Linked DNA regions of Gossypium hirsutum: region 2 is linked to region 1. The links are chromatin contacts, called in public Hi-C maps. All regions are on one chromosome and are shown on one strand. Each heading gives the region's core, a stretch centred on a gene start, on an enhancer-like site or on the middle of the called end of the contact. The rest is flanking DNA. Distances are from core to core; before and after follow the strand shown. Region 1 holds the start of LOC107925521 (probable aspartyl protease At4g16563). Region 2 holds the start of LOC121229800.

The links. A called contact is a pair of places that touch in the nucleus more often than the background predicts.
Region 2: a contact with region 1 is called in a Hi-C map of leaf, with 2.6 times the contacts expected there. The contact joins the promoter of LOC121229800 here to the promoter of LOC107925521 in region 1. A contact is called at or near these places in 3 of 34 Hi-C or Micro-C datasets (all in leaf).

The regions. Positions count from the first base shown.
Region 1 is chrA01:115,744,023-115,748,697 of Gossypium_hirsutum_v2.1, forward strand. LOC107925521 (probable aspartyl protease At4g16563) reads right to left here and starts at 1,848. Exons shown (of 1, transcript XM_016856244.2): 1 at 255-1,848. The coding sequence starts at 1,745. The coding sequence ends at 339.
Region 2 is chrA01:115,880,735-115,884,991 of Gossypium_hirsutum_v2.1, forward strand. It overlaps LOC121229800, which reads left to right and starts at 2,090. Exons shown (of 4, transcript XM_041114671.1): 1 at 2,090-2,327; 2 at 2,846-2,934; 3 at 3,050-3,160. The coding sequence starts at 2,227.

The DNA of each region.
Region 1 (4,675 bases), core at 598-3,097:
ATTCAAACCCAAATCACATATGAGACCGTAAACACCTTTGACCATCATGCCATTACATTCTCAAACTTTTCATTATTATAAATCATTATAAATCATTATTATATCAGTTTCATTATTTAATTTTAGATAGAAATAGTGTGAAAAGTTAATTAAACATTAATTTAATAAAAAATAATTATTATTTATATAAAATAAATTATATTATTATTTAAAAACATTTTTAATATAAAATCAATAAAATCACACATTTAAACTTCTCTTAAACAAACTTTTATTTAATAATAAAATATACTGTTTAACATAATTTAATACAAATATACTTTAAGAAAACTTGCATTTCATATACAGTTTCGTTTAGCAAACCCAAACCTATTGTTTGCCAAATCAAATTCAATATAATAATTTTGCTGCTGAAAGTTTCCTAATATTATCGCCGGACCGCCACGGGCACCTTCACTGACGCCTTTATCAGTAACAATCATCAAACAAACGACATTATCATCACCGACGATTGAGAAATAATTAGCCAAAGGCAACCCCATTTTGGCTCCTCCATTGAAATAAAAACTCATTTCAGGGACGTCCATTAATCTATGGCCTGAAACATTGAAACATGGAGCTAACCCAGAAATGTTTTCAACTTCACGAGCTCTGCTATAGTTTCCCATTTGTTTCTCAAACTCCTTCGATACCAACTCAAAAACAGGTCTCTCCATGAAAGTGAATGTTGACCCTGAATCGATGATGGTGCCTCCGTTACCGTCCGGTCCTGGGACAAATGTACTGCTCGGAACTTTGACCTGCTTGTTGCCGACAAGGATTTTACCTATGGTTACGTAGTAGAACTCATGGAAAGCTGGGTTGGGGTTCTTGTAAAACGGTGTGTAGCCAAGACCTGGGATCTTGGTATCATTTGAACCCGACCCGGTTTCTAACAACATGTTGCTGCTGACTTTGGTGTCATCGAACCGGCGGGAAACGAGGCAGTAAGAGAATTTGTTGAGGTGTAATTGGGATGGTAAAGATTCAGGGCTCCGACCAAACCCGACTATTCCAGCGGGTTGCCGGTTGGAAACAATGGAGCACCCGACAAGGAAATCTTGGAAAGTTTTGTGAGGAGGAAAGACAAGGTTTTCTAGTAATAAAAGTCCACCGGTGGAACCTAAGCCGTATTGAATTAAGTAAGGAGGGCAAGTTTGATTACAGTTTTTCGACGTAGGATCATCACAGTCTTGGCAACGAGACTCAACATTGGGACCAAACAGCCAATTGCACTTCGGGTTTCGACAACCTACGAGCTTACCGGAAGACGAAAGGTTTGGTGAAAAAGTAAGGATTTTTGATGGATCGACATTAGGGAAAGCACATTGGGAACAAAGGTAACGAGAGGTGCAAGGGAACCAAGAGAGACTGCTACCAGTGTCCATGATGAAAGAAAGGGTTTGCGGCGGAGTTCCGAAGCTGAGAGAGACAGTATAGCCGCCATAACCGTGAGAAAAAAGCGGAGTCTTGAGAAAAGAAGATGTAATGTTGGTTTTGGGGTTGTGGTGTTTGAGGTGATGGGCTCTGGCGACTGAAGAAGTGGCCAAGTTGTTGAGAATTTGGTAAGGGTCGGAGGAGGAAGAGTGGTGGTGGTGTGAAGGAGACAGGGAGACTTTGATGGTGTCGGCAGTCGCGGTGAATAGTAATGTGGCGGAGATGATAAGAAACGAGACGAAGGAGAAGAAAGGAAGAGAAGAATCCATTTTCTTTGCTTTTGATCGTGTTTGTTTACAGATAAAAGAAGACAATAGCAATGGTGGACACCTGGAAAGGAATCTTGTTCAATTTAGGGTTAAGTATAAATGCTAAATCCATCTGTTAACAAATGTAGTAATCTAATAAAAAAAATTTCTATTTTACATTGATATCAACGGTTCAAATAAATCATGTAAATTAAAAATTAATAAAATAAATTTATTTCAGCTTTTTTTTTCATACGAATTTTACATTAACCTATATTAACATAGGAACGGTAGATTAAAGTTGTTCGTGGATCAAACAGAACCATAACTTAATTCTAAAAAAAATTCAAGTTTAATCCTGTTTTCGAGCAAATCTAACCTATTTAGGGTTGATTTATTTTACTATTTGAATTATTTTACCATTATCATCAAAGTTTACTCAAGCTCCACAAGTTATCTTAAAAGCTATAATTGATCAAAGTTGTAAGGTGCATAACTAAATATTTTCAGTTATAATACATATATAATGCATAATTGATTTATATTGCACAAATTAATTTTAATAATATTGTACCATTGCCTAAATTATGATCCCAACTTCTTTGATTTATAAAATGTTATTTAAAATATTATTTGCATGAAAAATATGTACAATGTGTCAAAATATACATACAGGTGAAAATTATATATAATACAAAAAAACATGGACATGAGTTACATCACAAAGTTATATTAAATATGGGATGAGTTGAGACATAGCATATACAAATAAAAATAATTAAAACTAATATGAGCATGGCACCAAATTCAAAAAATAACTTGAATACAACAAAAATACATCAATGTACATACATAATTAATTAATAAAATTTTAAATTTTATACATTTTAATTTATACGAAATCTTATTAAATATTCTTTTGATACGGATTTAAAAATTTTAGTATAATTTTATTTCGTGTCCAGTATTTGTAGCTTCACATAAATTGCTGAGGGAGAAGCCCATATTTTGAACTACTGGGAAACGATGTCTCTTTATAGTGCTGAAGAAAAGCCCAAAATCTTGGGTTCCAAGCCTTCAAGTTTGGGATTATTGCCTCAGCTTGTGTTTTTGTTTGCTGGATTTAAATTTCCACCTCTATTTTCAAGTGGAAGTGGTAGGTAGAGACATTGGCTCATTTAATTTATTTAAATATATTAATGATTATTTAATGAGAGTAATAATTTTTTCACCACTGTTTTAATATAACAGTTAGCAATATACTTTCATTTGATTGTTTTTAATTATTCATACAACTTGTTTTAACTAAAATAAAATATATATATTTTACTTATTTTGAAGAAGTTTTATTTTTCACTAAAGGTGTTCATGAGTCAAATTGAGTCTTAATATGATATTAACATACTTTATATTTGTTTAAGCCCAACTCGAAATTTGAGCCTAAAATATTTTTAAACTGCCTATATTTACAAAAGGCTAAACTAAGCTCATTTTAAGTTCGTACATATTATTTTAAATTTTCTTCAAAATATTTATTTTATTTTAATTTAATATTTAATAATTTTATACATTTTCAATTTATTGAAATTTTTTATAGTCATCTTAACATTATTTTAATGTTTACATTAGAGTAGTCTTATATATTTATTGTAGGTTTATTTTTTTTAATGTGTTCTAAATTACATAATATAAAATATCATAAACTTAAAACGGGCCGACCTAGGCTTGGGCCTTGAATGTTGAAGCTCGAGTCTAACCCATATTTTAAACATGCCTAATTTTTTTTACCCAAACCTATTTTTCGGGTCTAATATTTTTGCTCAAACACTCTCAAATTTCGGGCGAGCCTTTGGGCCTGAGCGGATAACTTGACCCATGAACAGGTCTAGTTGATGCACAAAATTATCCAATAAATAAGATTTGGATCTTGAATATGAATAGCCAAATTTGTTATCTTAATAAATAATGTGGATTTAGATAATAAATATCCGCAATATCTATTTGCATCTCCGTTGAATTAGTAATGAATAAATATTATTTGATTTTACAATATTTGAATTTGCAAGAAACAAATCGAATATTGCATGTATCAAATGTGCATAAAAACTACTCTCCTCTTTCAAGTTACTTAGGTAGACATGCCGAGTTTGAGTTCATTTTCGGGCCAAACCATTTTCAAGTTTATGTTGAGTACATTAAATTAAGTAGAGGAAATTGATATAAATTAATTAAATAAAAAAGTGGATAATTTGAACATTTTAAACTAGAAATAGCTTAAATAATCTAAAATTAACAAGTAAGATAATCACCCAGTAGACCTCAATTTCTTTGATTCGAGAATGAATTTGTCAACTGAAGTTTGCAGGTCAGGAAGATTTGGAATATCAAAGAGGTGCAAAATCAAATCCTGAAAAAAATTTCCAGAATCGTGTTTTACAATAAATTATTTGGTGGGAATCTAAGTAGAAAACTTTAAAGTCAATGTCAACTTAATCATATCTTTGATTAAGAAAATACTAAATAGCATAATATTTGTGGATTTTTCATGAATTTTAATTAAGCTGGTTGTTCAGCCTTACTTGATGTGTTGTTGACATTATTTTCGATAAGATTATAAATTTAGATCCTTCAATGTAGGAGATATGTAAAATTTTCTATTGGGTTTTTCTTTAGAAATTTTATTTGGCATTCAAAGATTCTTTTTAGATGAATGGACCAACCACCATTTTATTCTTTCAACATCATCACAACAAACTAAATACATAGGGAGCATTCTATCGAGTCAAAATATTTTGAGTTAATCAAGTTAACGAATCTTATTTTAACAACCGAATTTAATTTGAAATTTTTTCAAATCGAGTCAAAAAATTTCAAGTCAAGTCAAGTCAAGTCGAGTTAACGAATTCTATTATTTATACTCAATATTCCGTTTACATGAATAGATTATTTAA
Region 2 (4,257 bases), core at 840-3,339, 140 kb after region 1:
TGTTAGATTAAATAGCAAATTAGTCATTTTTGTTAAAAATTCTATCTATTTCTACTATTAAAAACCGGTGTAGTTGACAAAATAACCAGATAGTTACATGTGATGTGCTATGTATACTTGATGTTGATATACAAAGACCAACTTTTAACGGTAGAAGTGGATGAAATTTTAATAGAATGACCAATAGACTACTTTTTCTTTTTTATAATAAAAAAATAAATTATAATTTAACTCTTAATATAATAACCTCCATAATACTTCTACTTTTAAAAAATTCTCATTCTCTAAACAATTTATTGGGCAGAATGTTGTTACACTCCATTGAAGCTTATTAATTAAAAAATAACCCCCCCCCGGGGGAAAGTTATCATGGTTAATTACGTATGTAATTCTCCAATTTTCTAACTCCTATTTCCGTGAGGAACATCCTATAGGAATTTGAGTAAGTATTGGATGCACACTTAAAAAAATCTAAATCTAATTAGTGAATGATTTTTCAAACATGTATTTAATTTTTTTAAAAGAAAATTTTATGTATATATGTCAGAATTTATCTAAGTGAAATTTAAAAAAAAAAAAAACCTCGTTCTTGACTTAATGGTTTGTATGTTTATACTAAATATCCACATCATCGATTCGAATCATAAGGATAGTATTATTGTGGTGTGCATGAATCAACCATGATTTATTCATGTTAAAGATGTGTAAATCAATCGCAAATATAAATTTTATTTTAGAAGTTTTATATGATTTATATTTAATTATTTGTTGTATTTATATGTTATTATGTGGATCATGAGTTTACTTTAAATTAAAGATGTATAATTAATAAATGTTAGGTACAATAATTTATATATTAAACTTTTAAAAAGGAAAATGTAGATTCAAATATTACAAATTTTGATGTAGTAAAGGTTGAATAGTTAATTTGAACTATACATTAGGAGTGCATTTGAAATGCCTAAATATAATTTTCATTTAAGAATAATTGGTAGATAAAATCCACATGCATCATGGTCAACTTTTGCTTTCTTCAACTAAAAGGGGAAAAAGAAAATTTAAGTGCAGCAACAAAATAAAAAATAAAAAATCCAACAAATATTTTTAAGTTATATCATTGATTTGGTGAGATTATGACAATATTATGATTTTATCCAACATTTTTCTAATCAAGCTTTAACTTGCAAGGCTTATAAATTTTAAAAAAAACCAATTTAAAGATTTAATTTATCTATATAATTATAAATTTATATTATAATTTTAGTTATGTTGGTTTATATAATATTTTTTAAGTAAAATATTCAAAATTCTAATTTTAACAATTCCAATTCCTTTCTATAATCTTTTTTTTTTGAAACAAATATTCACTGGAATATTATTCAAAGCAGGCCTAACAACCACACCAAAAGCAAATAGAACAAAAGTCAAAAAACCAAATACAAAGGAAACCCAAAAAGAAACCGAAGCCCAAACAGAAAAACAGTAGAAAAACCAAAAATAAAACACTATGACCCGAAAAATAAAACAATCCAGCAAAACGACAATGGGAGCTCTAGAGTCTTCGGCACTCCAGCTGTAATCCATTAAAAGAAAACCCCTCTTGAAAGCAACAAAAAAATGCATGGGGAGGGCCAACAAATCAGAAGCTTTAAACGTCCATCAATCTACACCATCCGAAAAATCTTCCCATTTCCCCAAAGCACTTTGGAGATAACACCCTGTTGAATTTGAAACTCACAGCAAAACAATTTCTTCAGAAAACACTCCCACCTAACTCTTCATTTCCCCTCCTTCTTGACTCTCTCGCCTCCTCCGTCCACCGCTTATCTTCAGCCACCATCTCCGCAACACCAGAAGGGACTAGATTCAACAGATAAGTAGAATCTCCTTTCTTAATTCCTTCAGATGCTAGAAAATGGGCTACCTTGTTAGCCTCCCTGTTAGTAAAGAGAAATACACATAAACTGAAACTTAAACTCAGCTTCAAAGCCTCATTGATATAAACTGAGATCTCAGAACTATCATTCATCTTTTTTTGCAGCTTCCGGATTACCGACTGAGAGTCTCCCTCAACCTCCACCTCTCTCAAACCAAGTTGTACCCCAAGATTCAGAGCCTGAACACACGCAACCGCTTCTGCTGCAAATACAGAGGGTATGTTTGTGTTCATTACAGTTTTTGAACATATGATCCTAGCTTCCTTATTACGCACCACTAATCTTGAGCATGATTCTTTTTTTTATGGTTGTTGAAAGCTGCGCCAAAGTTTATTTTCAGCCTCGATCCCATCGGTACAACCCATCTGTCCACATACACCCTTCTTTCAGGTACACAACAATGCAAACCATCAAGTTCCTTTAAATAGTTGTTCACAAAAATAACAATTTGAGCACTTGATTTAATCTCCCCCTCATGAATAAATCTATTTCGAAAAGTCCAAATCGCCCATAAAACACATGCTATCATTCTACAGTTAGCCATAGATCTGGACTCAAAACTACTTTTTATCCAGTCTCTGAAATTTAAGGTTTTATAGGAAATAGGCCAAAAAATACTTCACTGCTCCCATGTTTCCTTTGTAGAAGGGCATTCACGAAACAGATGCTCCTTTGTCTCCGCTCCAGATTAACACCACCGACACGTAGGAGAATCCAACATTCTTCGATAGTGTAGATTACTGAAAGTAGGTACATAGTTACACAAAAGTCTCCAAACTGTAATTTTAATTTTAGGGGTAGGTCCAGTTTCCATAGTTTCTTGTAAAGTTGTATGTAATCTGCTTGTATTTGGTTTCGTCCTTCATGTAAAACGATTTTGTGACCAATACGAACCGAGTACTCCCCAGACAACCCACGCCTCCAGATGAGAGAATTTTCTTGCTCAAACAAAGGAAGAGGAATGCAAAGAATTCTTTTTGCAACCGGCATAGAGAAGGTACTATGAATCAACTCAAAATTCAATTATCTAGAATTAGCATGAATCAGATTTGCCACTTTATTAATTCTAGGATTACTATTCATGTTTTGGACTCTGACCTCTTCATTTTTAGGGATCCAAACATCTTCCCAGATAGAAACTTTCCGACCATCCCCGATCTTCCATGCCATTCCCTTCAAAACTAGCCCCCTTGTGGCCCATAGACGTTTCCAGGTAAAAGAAGGTAAATTTCCCAATCTAGCGTTTAAGAAATCGGAATCCTTAAAAGTATTTGGCTTTTAAAGTATGCGCTAGTAAGGAATTAAGGTATCGTCGCCATTCCTGTTGGCCAATAAAGCTATATTAAAAGAACTCAAATGATGAAAACCCATGCCTCCTTCCTCCAACGTACATAAAGACCTCCAATCACACCAATGCGTCCTTCTCTTGCCATGATTATTCCTCCACCAAAATGAACCCATTATATTTTCCAACTCTAAACAAAGAGTTTTTGGTAAAAGAAAACAAGACCGTATAAGTGGGCAGAGCTTGTAAAATAGCTTCAATAAAAACCTCTTTTGTAACATTTTGAAATAGGTCCTAAATAGTATAGTGGTTGTGATTTGATATAGAAAAGTTTATTTCGATTAATTTTTATGATTTATCAAGTGATTAGATGCATGTGTGTATTAATAAGAAATTTTATAGATTGCATGTTTAATTTGCCTATTAGGGCTTATTTGTAGTTGTTGTAACAGTCTGATTTAGGGCCTAAATGGAATGATGGTTTTAGAACTACGAATTCGAAGTTGAAAAATTTATTCCAATTAAGTTTTAAGGTTTATTTATTGATTAAAATATTGTGTAAAAATATCGTTAAGTAATTTTACTAATAAAGTGCTTAATTGGACTTTTAGGACTAAATTGTAAAAGTTGTAAAATATGTGTTCTAATTTATAAGTAATTGATTGAAATTGGGGTTTAAAGAGGAGGTCTTTAAATGGTAATTTTAGCATTATATTTTGTTTGGACAAAAATGAGCATGAATAGGATAAAATTTTAAAGAAGGGCCTTAAGGACATTTTAGTCATTTGGTAATTAAAAGAAATAAAAAGGAAAAATAAAGCTAAAATTGACTCATCTTTTTCATGGAGATCGAAATTAGCATGGGGGAAGACATGGATAGGGTTTTCAAGCTTTCCAAGCTCAACAGTAAGTCCATTCTAGCTCTGTTTTTCAAGTTCTTTACGATTTCGAAAACTCGGTAACTTGATTAAGCTTATTTTAAGCTAGGGTTTATATTTGGAAAAATACTTGTAGGTGGAATGTGTTTATTTTGAT